Linked DNA regions of Rattus norvegicus: regions 1 and 3 are each linked to region 2. The links are chromatin contacts, called in public Hi-C maps. All regions are on one chromosome and are shown on one strand. The core of a region is the stretch at or near the end of the contact, and the rest is flanking DNA. Distances in the headings are between cores, read along the strand shown. Region 1 overlaps Cers6 (ceramide synthase 6). Region 2 has its middle 72 kb from the start of Cers6. Region 3 overlaps G6pc2 (glucose-6-phosphatase catalytic subunit 2).

Region 1 (3,449 bases), core at 455-2,954, 300 kb before region 2:
ATCCTGGCCAACTGCTTCTCTGTCTTTGGAAATAGATGTACCGGCTCTATCCTGCCATTGTTACAGATGAGACATTCAGTCAAATACACCTTACTTTAGTCCTAACCTGGCTGGACTTCCTGGCTGGAGCAGGGGTTCTTCTCAACCCACTCTCCTCCCTATGTTCCTCATCGCCATACCCGAGTCCTCTTAGCCATGCTGGGTGTTTCACAGCATGATTGAGGCAGGCCTGTCTTCACCCCTGCCTGTGTGATGTGATGTTGCTTCCCTGTTGGTAAAGGTGACTTTTGCTCTGCTCCTTATTAACAGTCCTTCATGGAGCAATTACTATTGCTAAAAGCGTCAAATATGTCACACACATTATTTGATCTTGCTAGGTGTAAGAGTCAACGGTCACTGAAACCAGGCTCAAGCAGTGCACATTGTGCAAAAGGTTTCAGGGTAAATCCTCATCTCCCCCAATCCCCCAGTGGGTACTCTTATCTCTATTTTTCAGACAGGACACTGAAGCACAGAGAATGTAAATAACATGGCCACAGTTGGGGTTGGGAGGTGGAGAGAGCTGAGACATGGGCGGCCTGGGGTACTGCGCTAGGCCCCCAGGCACCTCGTGCTCCTTGGCTCTCCTAGCTGCATGTTAGCCTCTTACCCATGTTTATGCTCAGAGCCAAGACATCGCCATCCGACAGCAGAGACAGTGCCCCATGGGCCTCTTGCTTGGCACACAGGCAGAACATCCCCTCTGTCTGTTACTGCTTGCTCTGGTTTCCGGAGACAGGCCTTAGTCTCATCCCCTGGTTTCTAATAGCCATGTTCCAGTTTGTTCCTGCCTAAATGGCCGAAGTGGGTTTAGTTTAATTGATTCCCCCACCTTGGCCCATTCCTTTAACCTTTAAATCCCCAAATAATTATCTCTCCTACTGACAATCAAGTAATGCCTTTCGCTACCACCTTGACATAGATATGAAATATTAACGATGTAAAAATCAAAGACTTCTTTCTAAGCTCAGCTCATAAAACAGGCATGTGAGCCCCCTGCTGCTTTCTTTGATTTTCTCTTTGGAAGGGTGGAGGCCCGTGCACATCTCCAATACCCTCGACTTCAAGATAAAAGCATTTAAGGCCAACTCTTGGAGCAATGGGGGAAGCTAAGAGAAAGCAACTTCAGGGACCGCTCCTTCACTCTTCTTCCTTAGACAGGGTCTTTCCATGTAGTTCGGGCAGACCCTAAACTGACGGTGTGAGTCTTGCAGGTACTACGTTGTCCCTAGCATGGGGCCTCACTGAGAGCTGGATGTAAGGTGTCCTGGCCCTCTCAAGGAGGGAAATGCTTTCTAGTCACTGTGCGAACTACATGTTGACCACCCCTGTTTTGTATTTCTGGAATCCAATCTCAGAGATCAATTTTCTTCTTGGACCCTAACATTATATACAAAAAGTTTCAGGGTTTAAAGCATTCTGAACTTTTAGATTAGAGAGGTTTGGCCGTAAAGTTTATGCAAATGTAAAGAGATCTGAAACATCTAAGTCACTAACAGTTTGGATAAGGGCTACTCAGTCATCAGTAGGCTGATGTAAAAATCACTAAAAATTCCAAACACGGGGCACATGTGACTCATGCATTACGTGTGGGTGTATGTATCCTCTAGTGTGTACTTGATATCTGACCTGCGAAGACCCAAGCTTACTCAACAGCAATGCTGACAGATAAGATTGAGCACCGTCCTTTGCTCCTTCTTGCCTCATATCATATCTCCTTGGCTCTGAGACTCTGACCCTTGATACTTCCGGTTTCTTGGCTCTATCTATCACATGGTCTTTCCGGTGTTTCACTTGGCAGCACCCACACAAAAACTCTGACCTGTCTTGTGATCCCTTGCTCTAGTGTGTCCATTGTGACACTGCCTGGCTTCCCAGAACACCACCCAAGGGAGGTAGTATGGGCACACATCTGCAGGTCCTGTGGTCAGGAAAGACAGAGCTTTAATCTGGGCTATATAAATAGTTGTAGGCAGCGTTCTCTCTCTCTCTCTCTCTCTCTCTCTCTCTCTCTCTTTCTCTCTCTCTCTCTCCTCGCTGACATTTCCTCTGTTTTTATTTAAGATTTCAAGGATATGATTTTATATTTTATCTTAGAGAAATGTCTCGGAAAATCTTGGAAGTGCTGCCACCAAGATTAACTGTCCTCAGGCCCGCCATATTGAGGGTGTTCTGTACCTGAGAGGCTTTATCCCTTTCCCCTTGGCAAGAGAAAGACAGTAAACATTTTTTTTTTTTTAAACAAAGACTTAACCCTTCAGAATAAGTCAGAATTTACTAAACTAGATTGTGAGATGCTCAAAAACCTAGAGGAAAACCTAACCAAACCCCCAAAACTCTAGAATTATAAATACAGAGATTTTGATATGACAAAATGCTCTTTTTCAAAATGTTGTTTTTCTTTGGATCAAAACAACCCAAGAAAACCTGCATTGAATAATAGCAGAGCAATTGACGAGCAAAGACAGTATTCTGGAAAAAAAATAACTGCAATAGTGTTAACTATTGGAATAATTGCTACAGAGTGTAACAGGCGTGCTTTGAGTGTGGGCAGATGTGGGCTTACTCAGAAAAGAGCTGACAGTTTGCACATTACGTCTCAAGTAGAAGTCAAAACACTGTGTTCCGGGCTTGGATCTTGTGCTTGCCAGTTGGGTGCCTTACTATTCTTTTATAAACTTCAGTTTTCATGTCTGCAAAGCAAAGGCCTGAGCTAATGCGACTACTAAAGGCTTCTGAAGCAGAGGCATAAGAAGCTTCGTGACTCTTCCTCCTTCCAGGTTTACCTAAAATTCCCCATGGTCCGACTGCTTCCTTCAAGCAAAAATTCCCCAATGGACAGATGCATTGTTCTCGGGTGACTCTCAAAACTTTGAACTCAGCCTAAGGAAGCAGAAGCTTTGTTCTCCATGAGTAAAAGTAAGAAAAAAAAAATACAAAGAAGGAAAGTACGAAGTTGCATTTAGCAGGAACTCACGAAGCACTCAAGAGCTTGAACAAATGTTCTATTTGCAAGAGCAAAGCTTTTCCTACTCCTGGCTTCATGACACTCTGACACAGACTGGCTTTCTGCAGAAGGTTGTTGAAGCAGACCACGAGAGCTACAGGGATCCCTAGCAAGCCCCCAGCTTAACTGGGGTGCAATTGCTAGTCTCACCGGGCTCCTAATCGGCATATCTCCAGCTTTCACACTAACAAGGCAGAGCAATGCAGAAGGCTTACCAGCAGGAGCTGGCCCTAGAACCCAGATCCATAGTCCTCTCCTCATACTGCTGTGCAGCCTAACAAAACTAGAAGTTATCAACAGTAGATGTTCTTGATGTTACTGTATCCAACTTTAAATCTGTGTGTGAGACTGTGACACTGCATACGTAACTTGGTACCACAGGACACACCCTGTCATAATTCAG
Region 2 (3,578 bases), core at 190-2,689:
GCACTTCACTGGGGACTTCCTGCAGCCACGGCATGCCTATTAGTTTCTCATTGGAGCAGCTGCGCTCAGTCTTTTTGGACTACAGCTCTTCCTGGATGACATTTAAATATGCAACCTTCCCACAGGAATGGCCAGATGTCAACAAGTTCAAAACATTTCATGTGTGTGCAGAAGTGAAACACCGGGGTGATTTGTAACGGTGAGTGGAGCTAAAGGTAGTTAGAGAAAGACTAGGCCGCCATTCCCAACACCTTCAGCTAGCACCACATCCTTTCTTCCGTCCAGGAAGGCTATGGGGTTAGATAGAAAATTTAGGGGAGGGCTGAAAAGATGGCTCAGCGGTTAAGAGCACTGACCGCTCTTCCAGAGGTCCTGAGTTCAAATCTCAGCAACCACATGGTGGCTCACAACCATCTGTAATGAGATCTGATGCCCTCTTCTGGTGTGTCTGAAGACAGCTACAGTGTACTCACATACATTAAATACATAAATAAAAAAAAAAAAGAAAGTTTAGGGGAGAGGCTTTGAATCCATTCTTTTATTCTTATTATTAATTAAAATATTTGCCTTAGCTGGGAAGTGGTGGCACACACCTTCAATCTCATCACTCAGGAGGCAGAAGCAGGCAGATCTTTTAGAGTTCAAGGCCAGCCTGATCTAGAGTGAGTTCCAGGAGAGCCAGAGCTACACAGATAGAAACTCTGTCTCAAAACAACAGCAACAACAACAGAACAACAGCAACAGAAACAAACCTAAAACCCTAAAGCAAAAAAAAAAAAAAAAAAATGCCAGTGGGACTTCTCGTTCCTATCAGTTATGGATGTGCCATTGAATAAATAGTAGGAAGGAGGGGGAAGAGAGAGGTGTTTTATAGGAAACAGAAACTGGGAAGCAAAGCAAGAGTGATAGGAGAACTTGAAAGCATGTGTCCTGCTACAGAACCTCTTGGCTTCCTTACTTAGTGGCTGCAGTTGGGAGACAAGGCGAGCAACTGACTTTATCCTTTGCCCAAAGTCCCAGGTCTGGGGTGCAAGGCCAGAGGACAGTCTAAGGTGAAGCAACAGATCCCAGGACTTCTTATGGGCATGAAGAAACTAGAAAAGAGGTCTCCTTTTTTTTTTTTAATGAGACTGGGATTATCTTGTCATCTAGGCCGGCCTCCCCTTTAGGGTCTCCCCCACCCCTCACTCCCTCGTGTCAGGGTTCCAGGTGCTTTTGATAGCCAGTCTAAGGCCCTAAAACACTTTCCTGGACTCACTGAGAAAACTGTTCTCACTTACTGTCTGATTACCAAATACCTTCACTTGTAAACATGTCCATTTCCTAAAAGTTCACTGTTTCAAAGGAGAGCATCTGTTTCGAAAGACTTTTCATATTGCAATCTGTAACAGCACAAACTATTAAGTAATTCGGTAGGAATTTCAACATTAGGAAAGGGCTGTGTGTCACAGTTATGCCAGGAAACAGCACATTCATGGACTTGATCGTTGTGGGTTAGTAAGGAGACTCTTATTGACAAAAGAATGAGTTCAAGAGAACCAGGCGATAAAGTCCCTGCTATTAGTACTGCTGGGACTGCTAATACCAGGTCCTCTTAATCCCTGGTCCTGCAGGGGTCGGTGTGTGTGAAATATTATGTGGCCTCTCCCAGGGAGACATGAACAAACCTTTATTCATTCCACATAAGACACCAAAGACAGACCAAACAGTTCCACCCAAATCCACTTTGGTGAAGCAAGGGGTTTATTGGGGTTCCTTACAGAAGCATCCAGAAGGGGTTTCCATATGAAATGAATGACTTCAAGGCAGAGGCATCACTGGAAAGCCTGCCCAGCTGGTATGAGTGACCACCCAGGGAAGCTGTAACTCAAAAGTTCTCAGGCTGATTTGCAGCAAATCCACAGGGATGCATCCCCTCCCCCGGCCCTGCCCTGATTTTATAACCTTAGACTGGGGGCCCTGTGAGTCTTTAATGGTCTGAGATTCTTCAGTCTTGTGATTCTCCCTCCTCCCTCCAGGAGGGAATGTTTCAATTCAGAGAAAATAGCAATACAACAGCAGTGGGGAGCTATGAAGTTTGGTGAGTGGTGAGTGGCAGGAGCTGGGGCTGAAGGGAGAGAGAGCAGACACCAGGCAAGCACAGTTAGGCCAGGAGGTTTGCAGGAGATGGCTGAACTTGAGATTCGGTTGTTTGTGGGGCTCCCACAAGTCCAGAAGCCAGAGGGAACAGGAAGAGGAGAGTGAAGGACTTGGAGACCAGAGCAAGGTGGAAAATGGAAAACACAGTCGAGATAGGATAAGGGGCGAATGAGCTGCCCAGAGCACTTCTGCAGAGCTCACCCTACATACCCTCCTTCCCCTTTCATCCCTCTGTGATCATTGGCAACAGTTAAAAAAGGAGAATTGAAAAACTATACTTTCTGAACATCACAGTACTCACCATTTTGATTTGGGGTGATTTCCTTTACTGGTGGGTAAGCAGACCACGCCCCTGGATGTTAATAGCCATAAGAGGCAATCAATCTACATAGTCTGAATAAATGTTGAATCCTTCCCTGACCGCAAATATGATCTGGACATAAGTCTATCTTATAATTCGGTTTCTGCAGACAAAAGGCCACGGAGATTAACAAATTGTTCCCAGGCTTCCCCTCCACTTTAATTGCACGAGGACCCATAATCTGCTGGACTCAAGAGCTACGCTTCCCACTTACATAGGGCTGGCAGTCTTTGCTCATCAGCTCTGAAGAGGCTTGAAGTGAAGCTCCAAATGGCAAAGAATAGCAGCTTGAAAATTAACAAGTCCCCAAAGGTTTCGTCTCGCTGTAAGAGTAAAATGATTTATTCTGGCATTTTGACAATCTGTACAGATGGCTCAGGGAGACGCTTGGGAGCAAGACTTTTACCTCTCCAGGACTTGTGGCTCTCCTCGAGTTATTCACGATGCCGGAGGGAGCCTAGCACTCTTCAGGTGCTGTAATCCTGCCCTGGCAGCCCTCACACAAATCCCTAAAGTTTATTACGTAGTTAACTCGTGTTTTTGTTAGCACGATGTTTATTTGGATACAGTTTGTACGCAGGGAAACAGTTCTGCATTCAGACATGTCTAAAGAAAGACTAGATTAAACAAATAGAAGTATAAATGGTTTTCCTATGATAGAACCTTACGCCCACTTTGTGTTAAAGTGATTTATTTGCGCAAGGGTGCCAATAAGTGGCACCATGTCAAGCTCCCTTCCCAGAGAATATTCTTATGCCAGATATGTTACGTGTAAGACTACTGGACTCCTTAGGGGGCTGGGGTTTTTGTTGTTGTTGCTGCTGCTTTTGTCAATCTGCCACAAGAGTGAGTCATCAGAGTAGAAGGAACATCAACTGTGGAGTTGTCGCTATAAGATTTTCCTGTGTAAGCCTGTGGATTATTTTCTTGATTGGCAATTGATTTGGGAGGGCCCAGCCCACTTTGGGTGGTTGCCACTCCAGGGAAGGTGGTCCTCAGGTGTATGAGAAGGCAGGAGGAGCAAGCCTCTGCAACAGCTCCTGCCTCCTCCAGATTCCTGCCCTGGATTTCTGTCCTG
Region 3 (3,861 bases), core at 483-2,982, 450 kb before region 2:
CCCCACCCTGCTTCTGTCTCTGCCTTGTCCCCCACCCCTCTGCCTCATGACTGTGAGATCCGATGGAACTTGTCAGCTCCAGCACCATGTCTGTCTACCTGCTGCTGCGCTTCCCCTCATGATGGCCACAGACTCTCAGCGTCTGGAACTATGAGCCTTCAAATTAAAATGTTTTCCTTTATAAGTTGTGCCTCTTCCCAGCAAGAGAAAAATAACTAAGCCTGAGTGAGAATACATCATACGGAATTCTCAAAGAATAAAGGTTTAAAAAAATATTTGATAAACTTACACCACCTAGTAAATGGCCCCTCACAATGGCAGTCTAGAGCCAGATTGGAATGCAAGAATGACTTGTCCAAGGTGACTGATAAACTCCATGAAGCCCTTTGTACATCTACTGCCTTTGAATGTGCTCGCATCTGCCCACCGTGTTCTAATGCTGCACAGATTAGCTGTAAGTGAGTCTCTTGGTTGGCTGAGATGGGAAAGGTATGAGCTCACTGAAGCCAAGAGAATAAGATGCACAGAGACCCTCCATGACAGACAGAACCTCTACTTCAGCTTTGCCGAGTCACTGAGGTCTTCAGACAGGAAGTAGGACCAACCTCACGGCTTCTTTTACACCTGCCCAAATTCCTAATGGGCAGAGCTTGGACTATGATGAAGGCAAAAGAATATCTCAAGGGCTACCTGTTTTTAATGCAGAATTGCTCAACTGAGAGATGCTAGTATTTGTTACAGGCAGTGGTGGATACAACATGAGCCGGTAAGAGCAGGATGTGTGTTCATGGAAGACAGCCTGGGCAATACTGGCTAAAAACAACGCCTGGGGCCTGGAAAGCCAATTTTAGAATGGAAGTTAGAGTGTGATTGGGCCAACAGTACCCTAGGGTGGGTAAGGGCTGGAAGAGAACTGCTTTCTTCATTTGGGGCTGTGTTCTCTGGTACACATGTCACCTACTCTTCCTTCCTGATGCCCAGATGATCCCAGGGAAGAGGTTCAGTCCTCATCTGGCCCAGCACTGAAGTGAAATGATGGGCAGTGGAAGTCAATGTAACTCCTGGGTTGAGCCCAATCCAGCAGGACCCCAGATGCCACATTTATTCATCTCCCTGCCCTGTCCTGGCAGCCTCTCTGAGGAAGCAACACAGTCTTTGGACAGAAGACAGATTCTCTTTAGAGATCACAATGGCAAAATGTTGGAGGAAAAAAGAAAAACCCTAAGAAATTAAGAATTCATAACAGAACAGAACTAATTGGTTTCCCACTAATCTGTACAGCTTTAGTCTTTGAGTTTTCACCCTACTTTAGAGAGATCTCCTGTCTGTTGCCTAAAGAAATGAGATGTGATTTTTTTTTCTAAATCATTATTGTGATCTCCATCAAAGGACAGCAAAGACAGTAATTAGTACTCTTCACAGACCAGCCTCGCTTTAGACATAAACTGCATTTGTCTTTTGCAGAGCCCAAAATGAAGCATTTATTTTTAGAATTTTCTCATGGGTTGCTGCTTGCTGCTAGATCTTTCTACTATTCATGTTCCTTTAACGGAAACAGGATGAGGACGTTAAAATACTAACAGAGTAGCATAACCTGACCCTCACGGGGGAATCATCAGGTGATACAGTAAAGAGCAGGGAAAGGTTAAGGATGACTCTTTAGTTCCTTGGCAACATTAAATCCAGGTATTCATCCAAGAGAGCTGTTTATGATTTACAAAGAGACAAAAGGCCATCAATGAGGGCAAAGTCTTCAGGGCACCTGGGTACTTGGAGAGCTTTTGTAACTAGTTTCTGAATGACCACGGAAGTGCTAAAATAGGAAAAGTAGGAAAACCTGGTCAGAAAATCTTCCTGTCAGCCACGCATTGTGAGTAAAACACACAGTTTTGTTGCCATTAGATTCCCAAGCCATGGCGCTGGAAGGCTTAACCCAGACTCCTCAGTTTGGAGCAGGAAAGCTGAGTTCAGGGAGACCAGGGTGGCCAGAGCTCACAGGATAGAGTCAGAGAAGAGGGATCCCACTGGTGAAGGCATCTCTTGATAATGCTGCAGAGTCCAGTGTTAACCCACTACAGACTCTCTGCCTCACCCACAGCAGTGTGGGATAGGAGACAATATAAATTTTGTTTTGCTTTGTTTTCAATGAAAAACCACTGTGGGGTTGAACTTGTAAAACAGTTCAGTAGCTACTGGGCACGCATTTAAATGAACTAAGAATAGGTAACATTCTATAATATCCTTCTCTAGTTGTATTAGCTGCCTTTTAAGAGCTTAATAGTCCTTACAGAGCAAATATCTTTATCACTCTAAAGAGTTCAGTTAAAAACTGCTGGGGAAAATAGTCTGAATACAAGTTAGAAAATTTAAAATGTTTTTTTTAAGATTTTTTTAAACATTTATTTATTTATTATGTATACATCATACAGCTTTCTGCCTGCATGTGTGCCTGCAGGCCAGAAGAGGGCACCAGACCTGATTATAGATGGTTGTGAGCCACCATGTGGTTGCTGGGATTTGAACTCAGGACCTCTGGAAGAGCAGACAGTGCTCTTAACCTCTGAGCCATCTCTCCAGCCCTTAAAATGTTTTTTAAAGTAAGAGTTTTCCATATGTGTATGTGTTCATCTGGTCTCAAATTTTATGTTAAAAACTTGGATCTGTACTATTTAGAGCCATGCCCTTGGATTTCAAGAATGTCTTATAACGCTTGTTTTTTTGTTTTTTTTGTTTTTTTTTTTTAAGCTCTCTGTTGTAGGGACAAGCACACAGAGACTGCATCAACTAAACCTTCTAAGGGAGAAGTTCAGTCAATAAGCTGCCCAAAGAAAGTGACTCAGCAGTCTTCCTGGTAGCTAGTTTTAGCAATAATAAATTCCCTGGCATTTCTTTTCAAATGCATGTTTGATTGGGACGGCTTCCCAAACCACTTGTCTAGAGTCTATCATCCTGACAGCTCATGCTATTGGCATTTTTCTCTTGAATATGCAGATGTGTAGACGCTTTGACTAGATGGATATCGCAAGTCAAATGAGCTCATTTGGATTATTTCACGTGAATAAATTGAAAGCCGGTCTTCTCCATCATGATTAAAATCAGGCATTTTCTCCAAGGCCAGACAGAGCTGTTTCTCTCGCTGCCTAAGCAATTTCAATCACAAAAGCAAATTGCCTCCATATGGATTCCTCCAGGAGACTTCAACTCCATAGAAAGAAAAATCTCGCTAGGGACTCGGAGGCTTCATGGTAGACGCGGGTAGAGTTGTTAGAGATTAATTATTGAAAATAAGCCATGCCTCATTCCATTTCCCCTCTGAGGATCCCATGTCATCTAACAGACAGCTGTGTAGAGTAGCTGAAGAAAACTCCTCTCTGGGAACCTATGGGGAACATGCGGTAGAGCCAGGCACAGCAACAGAATCCCCTGACTGCTGATGGGCACAGTCCCCTCAGGCCGTGGGTGGAAGCAGGCTCAGGATATATTGGGATAGAAGATTCAAGTTGAACATTATTGACTCTACAGGAAATGTTGAAAAAGTCCCTCCGAGGGAAGCAGGCCTCAGACATTTACAGATGGGACTGGACAGACGGCACACAATGCGCTGGGGACTACAGTAGCCTATGGGACAAAGGCAAAGAACACTGAAGAAATGAACAAGAACCATCCTGTTCTGTTTCTTTCGCTCCAGTGCTCCAATCGATGTGGGATGGATTTATTCTGAAGTAAACCCTTCTTTTACCCTGTTTGGTTTGTTTTGCTTAGGAATCCATTGCCTATTTAAAAAAAGAGAGAGAGAGAGAGAACTCTAGTTAAAGTGTCTTGTAAAAGCAACAGTTAATTTACTAAAATTACACTTAGAAA

What was found. Hi-C and Micro-C count contacts between places; a contact is called where the count stands out from the background.
Region 1: a contact with region 2 is called in a Hi-C map of hepatocytes, with 2.5 times the contacts expected there. The contact joins two enhancer-like sites. A contact is called at or near these places in 10 of 12 Hi-C or Micro-C datasets (the Rat2 cell line, Schwann cells, frontal cortex and 5 more).
Region 3: a contact with region 2 is called in a Hi-C map of liver, with 3 times the contacts expected there. The contact joins two enhancer-like sites. A contact is called at or near these places in 2 of 12 Hi-C or Micro-C datasets (kidney and liver).

Annotation. Positions count from the first base shown.
Region 1 is chr3:74,268,141-74,271,589 of GRCr8, reverse strand. All of the region lies in intron 8 of Cers6 (ceramide synthase 6), which reads right to left. Among named protein-coding and RNA genes, the nearest start is that of Nostrin, 43 kb to the left of the region's middle. Within about 2 kb of position 1,704, at least 11 of the 93 cell types and tissues checked have an H3K27ac peak or open chromatin away from gene starts, as enhancers often do. A contact at or near this core is called in hepatocytes and liver, where this site is marked.
Region 2 is chr3:73,965,397-73,968,974 of GRCr8, reverse strand. No RefSeq gene overlaps it. Among named protein-coding and RNA genes, the nearest start is that of Cers6, 72 kb to the left of the region's middle. Within about 2 kb of position 1,439, at least 6 of the 93 cell types and tissues checked have an H3K27ac peak or open chromatin away from gene starts, as enhancers often do. A contact at or near this core is called in hepatocytes and liver, where this site is marked.
Region 3 is chr3:74,413,337-74,417,197 of GRCr8, reverse strand. G6pc2 (glucose-6-phosphatase catalytic subunit 2) reads right to left here. Exons shown (of 7, transcript XM_017592318.3): 7 at 3,807-3,861. Among named protein-coding and RNA genes, the nearest start is that of G6pc2, 10 kb to the right of the region's middle. Within about 2 kb of position 1,732, at least 4 of the 93 cell types and tissues checked have an H3K27ac peak or open chromatin away from gene starts, as enhancers often do. A contact at or near this core is called in liver, where this site is marked.